Linked DNA regions of Sus scrofa: regions 2 and 3 are each linked to region 1. The links are chromatin contacts, called in public Hi-C maps. All regions are on one chromosome and are shown on one strand. Each heading gives the region's core, a stretch centred on a gene start, on an enhancer-like site or on the middle of the called end of the contact. The rest is flanking DNA. Distances are from core to core; before and after follow the strand shown. Region 1 holds the start of ORC4 (origin recognition complex subunit 4). Region 2 holds the start of EPC2 (enhancer of polycomb homolog 2). Region 3 overlaps EPC2 (enhancer of polycomb homolog 2).

The links. A called contact is a pair of places that touch in the nucleus more often than the background predicts.
Region 2: a Hi-C map of liver shows a contact between it and region 1, with 9 times the contacts expected there. The contact joins the promoter of EPC2 here to the promoter of ORC4 in region 1. A contact is called at or near these places in 2 of 5 promoter capture datasets (fetal liver and liver), 6 of 47 Hi-C or Micro-C datasets (embryonic fibroblasts, heart right ventricle, liver and 2 more) and 1 of 2 datasets of contacts at active chromatin or transcription factors (alveolar macrophages).
Region 3: a Hi-C map of alveolar macrophages shows a contact between it and region 1, with 4 times the contacts expected there. The contact joins the enhancer-like site here to the promoter of ORC4 in region 1. A contact is called at or near these places in 1 of 5 promoter capture datasets (fetal liver), 2 of 47 Hi-C or Micro-C datasets (alveolar macrophages and embryonic fibroblasts) and 2 of 2 datasets of contacts at active chromatin or transcription factors (alveolar macrophages and skeletal muscle).

The regions. Positions count from the first base shown.
Region 1 is chr15:4,094,787-4,098,017 of Sscrofa11.1, forward strand. It overlaps ORC4 (origin recognition complex subunit 4), which reads left to right and starts at 1,753. Exons shown (of 14, transcript XM_003133249.4): 1 at 1,753-1,948. MBD5 (methyl-CpG-binding domain protein 5) reads right to left here and starts at 1,527. Exons shown (of 16, transcript XR_002339404.1): 1 at 857-1,527.
Region 2 is chr15:3,524,261-3,527,647 of Sscrofa11.1, forward strand. It overlaps EPC2 (enhancer of polycomb homolog 2), which reads right to left and starts at 1,963. Exons shown (of 13, transcript XM_021076083.1): 1 at 1,480-1,963. The coding sequence starts at 1,632.
Region 3 is chr15:3,490,811-3,494,156 of Sscrofa11.1, forward strand. All of the region lies in intron 1 of EPC2 (enhancer of polycomb homolog 2), which reads right to left. Among named protein-coding and RNA genes, the nearest start is that of EPC2, 34 kb to the right of the region's middle. Within about 2 kb of position 1,676, at least 1 of the 83 cell types and tissues checked has an H3K27ac peak or open chromatin away from gene starts, as enhancers often do. A contact at or near this core is called in alveolar macrophages, where this site is marked.

The DNA of each region.
Region 1 (3,231 bases), core at 503-3,002:
GGATTACTTGTTCAGACAAGTTGCAAAGATTAGGAAAATACCCATATTATGAAATAGCGAATATTCTCATCTTATGTAAAATAAATATCAGGAACGTAGCTACAGAGAGACAATACCAGCGGCATTTAAACTTTAAGTATTTTGAGCTATGAACTTCATATGCTAATATATGAACAAACATTTAACAAAAAAAAGCAATAATACAAGCCAAAACCTAACCAAAGGCCTCTATCACCAAAAATTTGAAATTTTCTATGCAAGTCAGACAAAACGAATAAAGGAAAATTAAACCCAGAAAGCAAAAACCAATCAAGTCTGTTCCAACACTGAAGTCAACATCCAAATCACATACAGAACCAAAAAGGGGAAAACACTCAGGTCTACAAATGGATAAGCAGTTCCGATACAATCCAGATCCCGACATTTTCCCACACAGAAACAAATGCAGCAGAGCTTTTCCTAGGAAAAAAGGAAAAAAGCTCTCCAAATGATTTTTTAAAGTGACATCTAGAAAGTGTGCCTCTTTCTGTCTCTTTCCCTGGCGCCTCATTGGAGGAAGGAGGGGGTTGTTTTTGTATTCTCCCCCACTGGAGCCAAGACACAATCAGATGTTAGCTGGAGGAGAGAAACCACTTTTGACAACAGCAAATAAAAATAAAAAGTGCCCTTCCTCCTCTGACAGGATGGGCACCCACCTCACACACCCCTCCCCACTCCTACTCCTCCTTCACCACCCCCCAGCACCACCCCCTCCTCACCCGGGAGCTCCACTGCGTATGTGGTTTGGTGCTACTGTTGCCCCAGAGTTAAAGTCAGAGCCACAGGAAGGCAATGAAGCCCCCACAGACACACTTACCTTTCCTGCCCCCCACTTTTGAGTGCCTTCCCTGGAGCTGTGGAGGATGACACAAAGGGTAATAAAGAGGGGGGGAGTGGAGGAGGAGGAGGAGGCGAAGGAGGAGGAGAGCTGGGGAAGTGGCTGCTCCTGGGTGTAGTGAGATGTCTCCAGCCAGGGCCAAGCAGCAGTAGCAGCAGCAGCAGCAGCAGCAGCAGCAACAGCAGCAGCAACAGCAACAGCAGCAGCAGCAGCAGCAGAGAAGGGTCTGTGTTGCTAAGAGGCTTTTGGTCTCTTTCTCTCCTCTCACGGCCAAAGAGGAGGAGGATGGAGAGGGCTCGGGAGGGAGGCTAGTGGAGGGGTGAGGGGGTAGGAGTCGTGGATGGGGGGGTTTGGAAGAAGAAGAAACTCCTTCTCCTTCTTTCTCAGGCTCAATCCCCCTCTCAGGTCTCAGGGCTGGAGGGTGGGGGAAGGAACTCAGCCGCCTTCCCCCCACCCCCCTCAATTCAAGGTTGAAGTGGGGTAAAATTAGTGTCCTGTCCCTTTAAAAATAGAAATAAAAGGTGCCCCCCCTCTGCCACTGCCTCTCTCTTCATCATCAGCTGCTGCTGCTGCTGGGGTCTCTCTGCTTGGGGGGGAGGGGGGGTTCGGGTAGAAGAGACGGGAGGCACTCACTGCGCATGTCCCTCTCTGACGGGAGGCTGGTTGGTTGAAGGCAGGAGGAGGGGGAGGGGAGGAAATGTGAAGGTTTCCCAGAAGGCTCCGAGGCGATCGCGACCCGGAAGACATTGTAGCAGGGGGTAGAGGGGCGGGGGCGGGGAGTAGGAGGAAGTCGCTACTCTTTAACACCCCCAGCCCCCTCCTCCTTCCTAAGGGAAAGTGGAGGAACGGAAGTGGGCGTGGACCAAGGCAAAAGGAGGTCACGTGTTTGGGCGGGAGAGGGGAGTGGTGGGAAAGGCGGTCCCTGCGCGGGGCACGCTGGGAGTAGTGGTGTATAGCTGGCAGCCTCTGGGGAGGTAGAGCTGACTACGCGGCGAGAGGAGCTTGTGGATCCTTTTCCGCGGTCTCTAGAATACCGCTCTGCCCTCTTAAGGGCTGGCTTTTTCGTGAGAGGTAACATGGGGGTCGGCTGGCCTCAGAACGAAGGCCATGGGCGCCACTGGCTAAAGGCGAATCGAAAAGGGGAGGATGGAAGGCTTTGGAGACTGGGTATGCGGGAAGGGGGGCAGGCCTGTCTAGGCCAGGCAGGCCAGAAACTAGGCTGGCTTCTTCCATCTCATAGCCTTCCTGTGAGCCTGCGGGCGACGAATCCTTGAAGAGTTTAGGGAGTCCTGATGAGATTAAATCTATGGCAGGTGGAGACTACACCCAGTGGTGGTGAGGAATGTGATGGTCCAGGTGTAAGAGAAAAATTGGATCTCCGGAGCCTTCTGATGACTGTTTCAGCTCAAAGCAGGGGACCTGCCTAGCAAGGGAGACAAGCTGTGTGATTTTTGACAACTTATAGCATTAAATGCATTGCTTATGTTGGATGTTATGACCATCAATCCTTACTTCGCTATCCTTCTAGGAATTCTGGAGTGGCTTTGGGGAGGGAATAAGCTAGGATGTCTCGAGTGGAATTTCTCTCCCTGTCTTGCGTTGTTGCTGCACCACAACGCCTATGGTTGTTCTTAGAAAAGGATATGGGATTGTGTAATCCTTGATATTGTATGTTACCGTTGATAAGGAAGGTATATCATCAAAGTTCTCCCTTTCTGTAGTGTAGATGAGGGTTTTTAAAAATTATTTTAATGGGTTTTTATTTTAAATTACTTTGGTTACTAGCCTCGGATTTAGCCTTTGGTTTTTCAATTAAATGCAACTGGTTTTGCTGGAAATAATGCTTCCCTTATGTTAATTCAGAATATTTAAGAAAAGATTCATGGATTTTCATTAATAAAGGTATTTTTTTCAGTAAAATTGCACCGTTTCTTTTTCACATTCAGTTCATACAATCATAACTAAAACCATTCTAGTCTTTCAGTTAACTTCTTTTGAAGGTGCTTTGAAAGATTATCACTCATGTATAGTTTCTTTTAAGACCGGGAATCCAAAATTCCACATATTTATGTTGTGTTGGTATTATTTAATTCTGTGGTGTGTCCTTCAGCGTACTCTTAGTTAAAGTTACTACTTATTTTCTACGTTTTACTTCTATGTGTTTTGACAGTAGATCCTATTCATGCATCATTGACTGCTTTTACCACTTTCTGTGTGTGCAGTAATCTTGTCGAATGGAGTAAAAACTAGACACCTGTGCCTTAACATTTTGTTTATATTGAAACCAAATGTTTGCCACTTTAGAACAGAAAAAAATTATAGCAAATCAATAAAAGTGCCTTACGTAACAAGTT
Region 2 (3,387 bases), core at 713-3,212, 570 kb before region 1:
ATACAACTTCGTGGAATCCAAAGCTGTGTTTTTTAAAGTTCAATTAACTTAATTCTCGAACGTGCTATAACTTCCTTATTTTAATTATCTTTTTCATGGAAAACTGACCTAAGCTAGAAATAAATTTTATTTAAAAACAAAAAGAATTTCCACATATGATTTAGCTCTAAAATCTTCAGCATAAATGTTGGGTTTTCATTTTGTTTATTTTTTAAGTTGAATATTCATTTGACACTGAGAACATATTCCTTTTCTACGGAAAGTGCAAGGCTTTCAAGTAATCAAACATTAACGAAGAATGTGGTTAAATCACAGCAGAAGTAGTAATAACAGGGTAATATAATGAGGTCACAACTGGAGCAACCAATCAAAGGCATTAAAGCATTTCCTGCAATATTAATAGTCATAAGAGAAAACCAATCACAGAAACCTTGGGCCTTCTTTTGACAGTCACAGAAGCAAGAGAACCAATCCACGCACACCCGAGGTTGACAATAAGGCGGGACCACAGGTTCATTGAAGAAATTCTTGAGGGTGCAGTTACTATGAACTTCGCACACAAGTAGCACCACTCGAGTCATAAACACTGTCAAGCCAGAGGAAATTCAACCATATCCAAAATTTAACGCATCAGGGAGAAAAAACATTTTTGCCCCAAATTGCTGCTATTAATAAAAATGCAGCTGTCAATATGGATGCAATAGGTCCTCAACTTCTAAAACACCCCCCCATGGCAATTTTTCAGGGACGCGGGGCGAGGACTGTGGAGCATCGGCAGCTAGTTGCCTAACATCGCCAGTCCCTTTCTAAAGCCTCACACTAAGCAGGCACCGTCCGGGCTAGGCAGGCAGAACCGACTCGCTCTGGGCCCGGAGCTAGCCGGTCAGCGGCTTCTAACGTTACATCCTCCTAGTGGTCGTGGCCCTCAGCCTCCCCGGCCGCAGTGCTGCACCACCTCAATCCTGCTGCACCAACGCGGGCCGGGGTGCGAGAATTACCTTGCTAAGAGGAAGACGATGTTTTGAAAGCGTTTTACTTTCCACAAGTCATTTCAAAAAGAACCCAATGCAAGGCTGAATCCAAAAGTGGGGGAAAAACGTTGCCTAGCCAAAGCATCCCCTGCGGATTAAATAATCCCACTCCAGGGGGACAAAAAAGGTAAACAGAGGCCGTACGTCAAGTGCGGCCAGAACATCCCCTGCGCCATTCCGGGCCGCCGCTTACGGCAAGGCCCCCTTACGGCAGCGTAAGCGGCGCTGCGAGCTAATCACAACACTGGGACGCAACAACATGGCGGCCGCGGGCGGGCGCTGCGCCGGCCGAGAGGGTTTACGCTACTCCGCCGGCGTAAGGTCCCAAGCGTTGGAGCGGCAGCGGCGCCCTCCAGCGAGCGTAAAGCGCTCTGTGAATGGCGAGGCCCGACTGACAAAGGGGAGGGGGGAGGAGGGAAGGGGGGGTAATAAACACTCGAGTCCCTACCGATTCCTCCTCCTTCTCCATCCCGGTGGGCATCTGGGGCACGGCCCGGTTGATGGAGACGCAGTCGTTGAGATCAGGCATGTCCTTGCCGCGGTAGATAGGCAGCGGTTTGGCGGCGTCCAGCGCCCGCGCTCGGAAGGAGAGTTTACTCATTGTCTCCCCGCCTTACAGGAACAGCCCGGGCGGCGGCGGCGGGGCGGGCGGGGAGGGGGGGAGGACTCCCGCCGCCTCCTCCACCACCTTCCTCAGTGCAGCGCGGCCGGCCCGCTCCTCCTCCTCCTCCTCACTGCCCCCGGCCACAGCATGGGCGCCCACCCCGCCCGAAAACAGCCCCCCGCCGCCCGCGGCCGCTTCCACACACTAGATCCGCCGCTCGCCCGCCCGATCCGCTCCCTGCGCCATGGCCAACATGGCGGACATTACCACAGCGGCGGCGAGCGATCCCGGCAGCCCGCGCGAGAGCGCGCCCCCGCCGCGGGAACGCGCCTCGCCCTCTCCCTCCCTCCCTCCTTCCCCTCCCTCGCCTGCCCACCCACTCTCTCCGCGGCGCTGCCGGCCCGCGGGAGCGTGCTCAGCCTCGGGCCGCTCCGGGTAGGGGGGCGGCAGCGGCCCTCTGCTCCGCTGCCGGCGCTCTAGCCGTGTGGCAGGTGTCAGGTGCGCAAGTTAACCCGCGCCCCCGAGCGTGCGCCTCTGCCTCCGCGGCCCCGACACCCAGCTAGTTGGGTGCCCCGGAGGACGGCGCCGGGCAAAACACAGCCGCGCTGAGCAGCCCGTGTGTGCAGAAGTCTGTGAGCGGGAAAGGGAAGATGTCAACCGAGCCACAGCTGCCCCACTGAGCCTGTACTTACACAGCACTTACCTCCACAGCGCCAGCTAATTCTCATCCTCCAAATCGCGCATCCCTGGGAGGTGCGAAAGGTCCATTCCTTCCGTCCGCTCCGAGGGGCGCAGACCTGTCGGGTCTCGTCTGCCCCGAGAACGCCTCCGCAATCCCGGCCCTCTTCCCGCATCTTTTTTTTTTTTTTTTTTTTTGGTACCTGGCCGAAAGAGCTCTCCAAGGTAAGGCATCCTCGCTTTCGCTGAGAGGATGCTAATGGCAGCAGTGAGGGTTAATGTTTGAGGCTGCCAGATGCAACAAGTGCACTTGAACCTGTCACCAAAACTTCAGAGTTATTTAATGGATGATATTTCTGATTTCAAAAATATTAAGCTTATAATTTTTAACCAAGGCAGAGAACATTTCCAGAGTGATAGATCCGTGTAAAATATTGGATGCTGTGGAAGATGCCAAGAGGTTTGAGGAAAAGTTCCTGTCCTCGTGCAGCTTTCACTTTGATGGGATGACAGAACGGTTAAAAAGATGAGTAACAGTAAGAGATGTAAATAGTTGAAGAACAGGGCAACTGAAAAGTAAATGACAGCCAAAAGAAAAAAAGTTTATAACTTGAAGAAAACTACATAGGCAATGACACAAGGCAGTAGAACATGCTTAATTACCAAATGAGTCATACAGGCCATAGTTGCCATGAGAGTTCAGAGAAAGGAGACTACTTTAGCCTGAACCGGTTAGAGAAAGTTCTAAAGAGGAGGTAAAATCCAGTTGACTCAAATTTATTTGGCAGCGATTGTTGATATCAACTTCATTTAGCCAAGAGTTCCTTAGTTAGACTTTAAGCATCACAGTTTTCCTACAAAAATCCCTGGGAAGAGTATAACACATTTTGTCATTTTCTAATAATCGATCAATGTTTTGCCTAGCTCAGAGAAAAGTAGATAGTTTGATCACATCTAGAAGAGAGAAAGAGAGAAAAAAAAAAAAGCCTATTCCTACAGTCATTTCTATAGAACCTCAAAGCTCCATCTTTTCCTCCACCACATTCTCCTTTTTACCAACTTCTTCCCCTCTTT
Region 3 (3,346 bases), core at 426-2,925, 600 kb before region 1:
AACAAAAAAGAACTTGAGGCTTATTTCAACACCAGAAAACTTCCAGTACCAACAACAAACACCAGAGGGAGCAAAAGATTACATGATCCTGAAAAAAAAAGGAATAAACCTTTTTAAGTGGGAAATTATGGGCACATGCCCAGAGAGTTATCTTCAGAAAAGGTTTGGGGGCTTCCAGACTCCCCCCACCCCACCCCCAGATTGACTGGTGAAGGTCTTCCACTGTGTGAAGCCAATTCATAAAGACTGGGAGTGGTAGCTATTTTTTCAAATGCACAAATTACAGCAGTAAATAAAAAAACAAACAAACAAGGAACATGAAAAAACAGGGAAATATGGGTCAAAGGAACAAAATAAATCACCAGAAACTCACCGTAAGAAAAAAAATCTCTAAATTATTTGACAATAAAAATTTTAAATAAACATCTTAAAAAAGCTCAAGGCATTAAAAGAGAACACAAAAACAAAATCAGGAAAGATGATGCATGAACAAAATGCAAATATCAAAAAAAGAAAGAAAGAAAGAAAACTTTAAAGAACCAAATGGGAAGTATGGAGCTGAAGATTGCATTAACTGAATTTAGGAGAGAAAAAAAAAATTCACCAGAGGGGTTCAACAGCTGACTTGATCAGGCAGAAGAAAGAATTAGTGAAATCAGAGAGGACACTTGAAATCACTGAGTCAGAGGACAACAACAACAAAAATGAATAAAGTCTAAGAAACTTATGTGACACTCTCAATAGACCAAGATACACACTATGGAAGTCCCAAAAGGAGGAGAAAGGTGCAGAGAGCTTACTTGAAGAAATAAATGGCCGAAAACTTCCCAAATCCAAGGAAAGAGAAGAACATTCAAAGTCAAAAAGCTCAAAGAAAAAAAACTCCAACTAAGCTGAACTCAAAAAAGCCTACACTAAGACATATTATAATCAAACTGTCAAAAGTCAAAGACAAAGAGTCTGGAAAGCAGCAAAGGAAAAAGTAAATCATCAGGTACAAGGGAGCATCCAGAAGATTATCAGTAATTTCTCATCAGAAATATTACAGGCCAGAAAGCAATGGATGATATATTCAAAGGACTGGAAAAAACAAAACAAAACTGCCAACCACTAACCATATCTGGAAAACTTGTCCTTCAAAACTGAAAGAAATAAAAGATCTACCCAGATAAAGGAAAGCTGAGGGAGTTAATCACTGGTAGACCTGCCATATATCATATAAAGCTCTCTGGTAAAGGTACATATATAGACAAAGAATTCTGTAATACCATAATAGCATTGCATATGTCTTTTTTTTTTTTTTTTTTTGGTCTTTTTGCCATTTCTTGGGCCGCTCCCGCGGCATATGGAGGTTCCCAGGCTAGGGGTCCAATCGGAGCTGTAGCTGCCAGCCTATGCCAGAGCCACAGCAACGCAGGATCTGAGCCGCGTCTGCGACCTACACCACAGTTCACGGCAATGCTGGATCGTTAACCACTGAGCAAGGGCAGGGATCGAACCCACAACCTCATGGTTCCTAGTCGGATTTATTAACCACTGCGCCACGACGGGAACTCCACATAAGTCATTTTTAATTCTAGTATAGAATTTAAAAAATAAAAGCAAAAAAAGCCCCAACTTATCAGTTTAACACAGTGTTCTAACTATATGAAACTTTACGTAATCCCTACGGTAACCACAAAGAACATGCCTAAAGACACACAGAAGAAAATGAGAACGGAATCAAGCATGACACTGCAAAAAAAAAAAAAAAAAAAAAAAAAAAAAAAATCACCAAAATTTGGTAAGACAGAAAAAGAGGGACAAGATAACCACAAAGACATACAGAAAACAACAAAACAGTAAACTAAGTCCTTCACTATCAGTGATTACTTTAAATGTAAACAGAGTAAACTTCCCAATCAAAAAAAAAAGACACTGAGTGACTGAACAGATTAAAAAACAAAATCCAATTATATATTATCTAAAAGAAACTCATCATTTTAGGTATAAGGGAATACATAACCTAAAAGTGAAAGGATGGAAAAAGATATTCTATGCAAAAGAATAGAAACTTAAGACAAAAAGGTAAGTCAAATACTATCTTAAGTCACAAAAGCACCCATTACACAATGACGAAAAGGTCAGGTCACCAGGAAGCTACAGCAATTATAAATATAAATGCACGTAACAACAGAGCACCCAGATATATAGAACAAACACTGACAGAACTGAAGGGAGAAATACACAGTAATACAATAGTAGGAGATTTCAATACCCCAAATCATCTTTCCTGATTTTGTTTTTGTGTTCTCTTTTAATGCCTTGAGCTTTTTTAAGATGTTTGTTTAAAATTTTTATTGTCAAATAATTTAGAGATTTTTTTTCTTACGGTGAGTTTCTGGTGATTTATTTTGTTCCTTTGACCCATATTTCCCTGTTTTTTCATGTTCCTTGTTTGTTTGTTTTTTTATTTACTGCTGTAATTTGTGCATTTGAAAAAATAGCTACCACTCCCAGTCTTTATGAATTGGCTTCACACAGTGGAAGACCTTCACCAGTCAATCTGGGGGTGGGGTGGGGGGAGTCTGGAAGCCCCCAAACCTTTTCTGAAGATACCTCTCTGGGCATGTGCATCATCTTCAATAATGAATACATCAACCAAATAGAGTATCAATAAGGAAACAGATGGCTTGAACAACACTAAGACCAACTGAACTTAACCGACATATACAGAACACTATACTGTATAGAAGCAGAGCACACATTCTTCTCAGGTACACACAGAAAATTCTTCAGAACAGATCACATGTTAGGCCACAAAACAAGTTTTATCAAATTTAATAAGACTGAAATCATACCAAGTATCTTTTCCAACCACAATGGAATTAAACTAGAAATCATGAGCAAAAGGAAAACTGGAAAATTCACTAATATGTGGAAACTGAATATACTTTTGAACAATCAATAGGTCAAGAAAAATTACAAAGGAATTTCGAAAACGGACAAATGAAAACACAACAAAACAAAACTCAAAGGATAAAGCAAAAGCAATACTAAGAGGGAAGTTTAATGGAGGTAGGAATTTCCTACCTCCATTAAAAAAGAAAAGAGATCTCAAATCAACAAACTAACTTTACACCTCCAGGAACTTGGAAAACAAACAAAACCCAAAGTTAGCAGAAGGAAGGAAATAAAAATTAGAGCAGAAATAAATGAAATTAAGAAGAAACAGATAAATTTCTAGAAATATACGACATACCAAGACTCAATCATGAAATTAAAAACGTGAACTGTAACTAGTAAGGATATTCAATCTATTGAATCAGTAATCAAACATCAACAAAGAAAAGCTCATCACCAGATG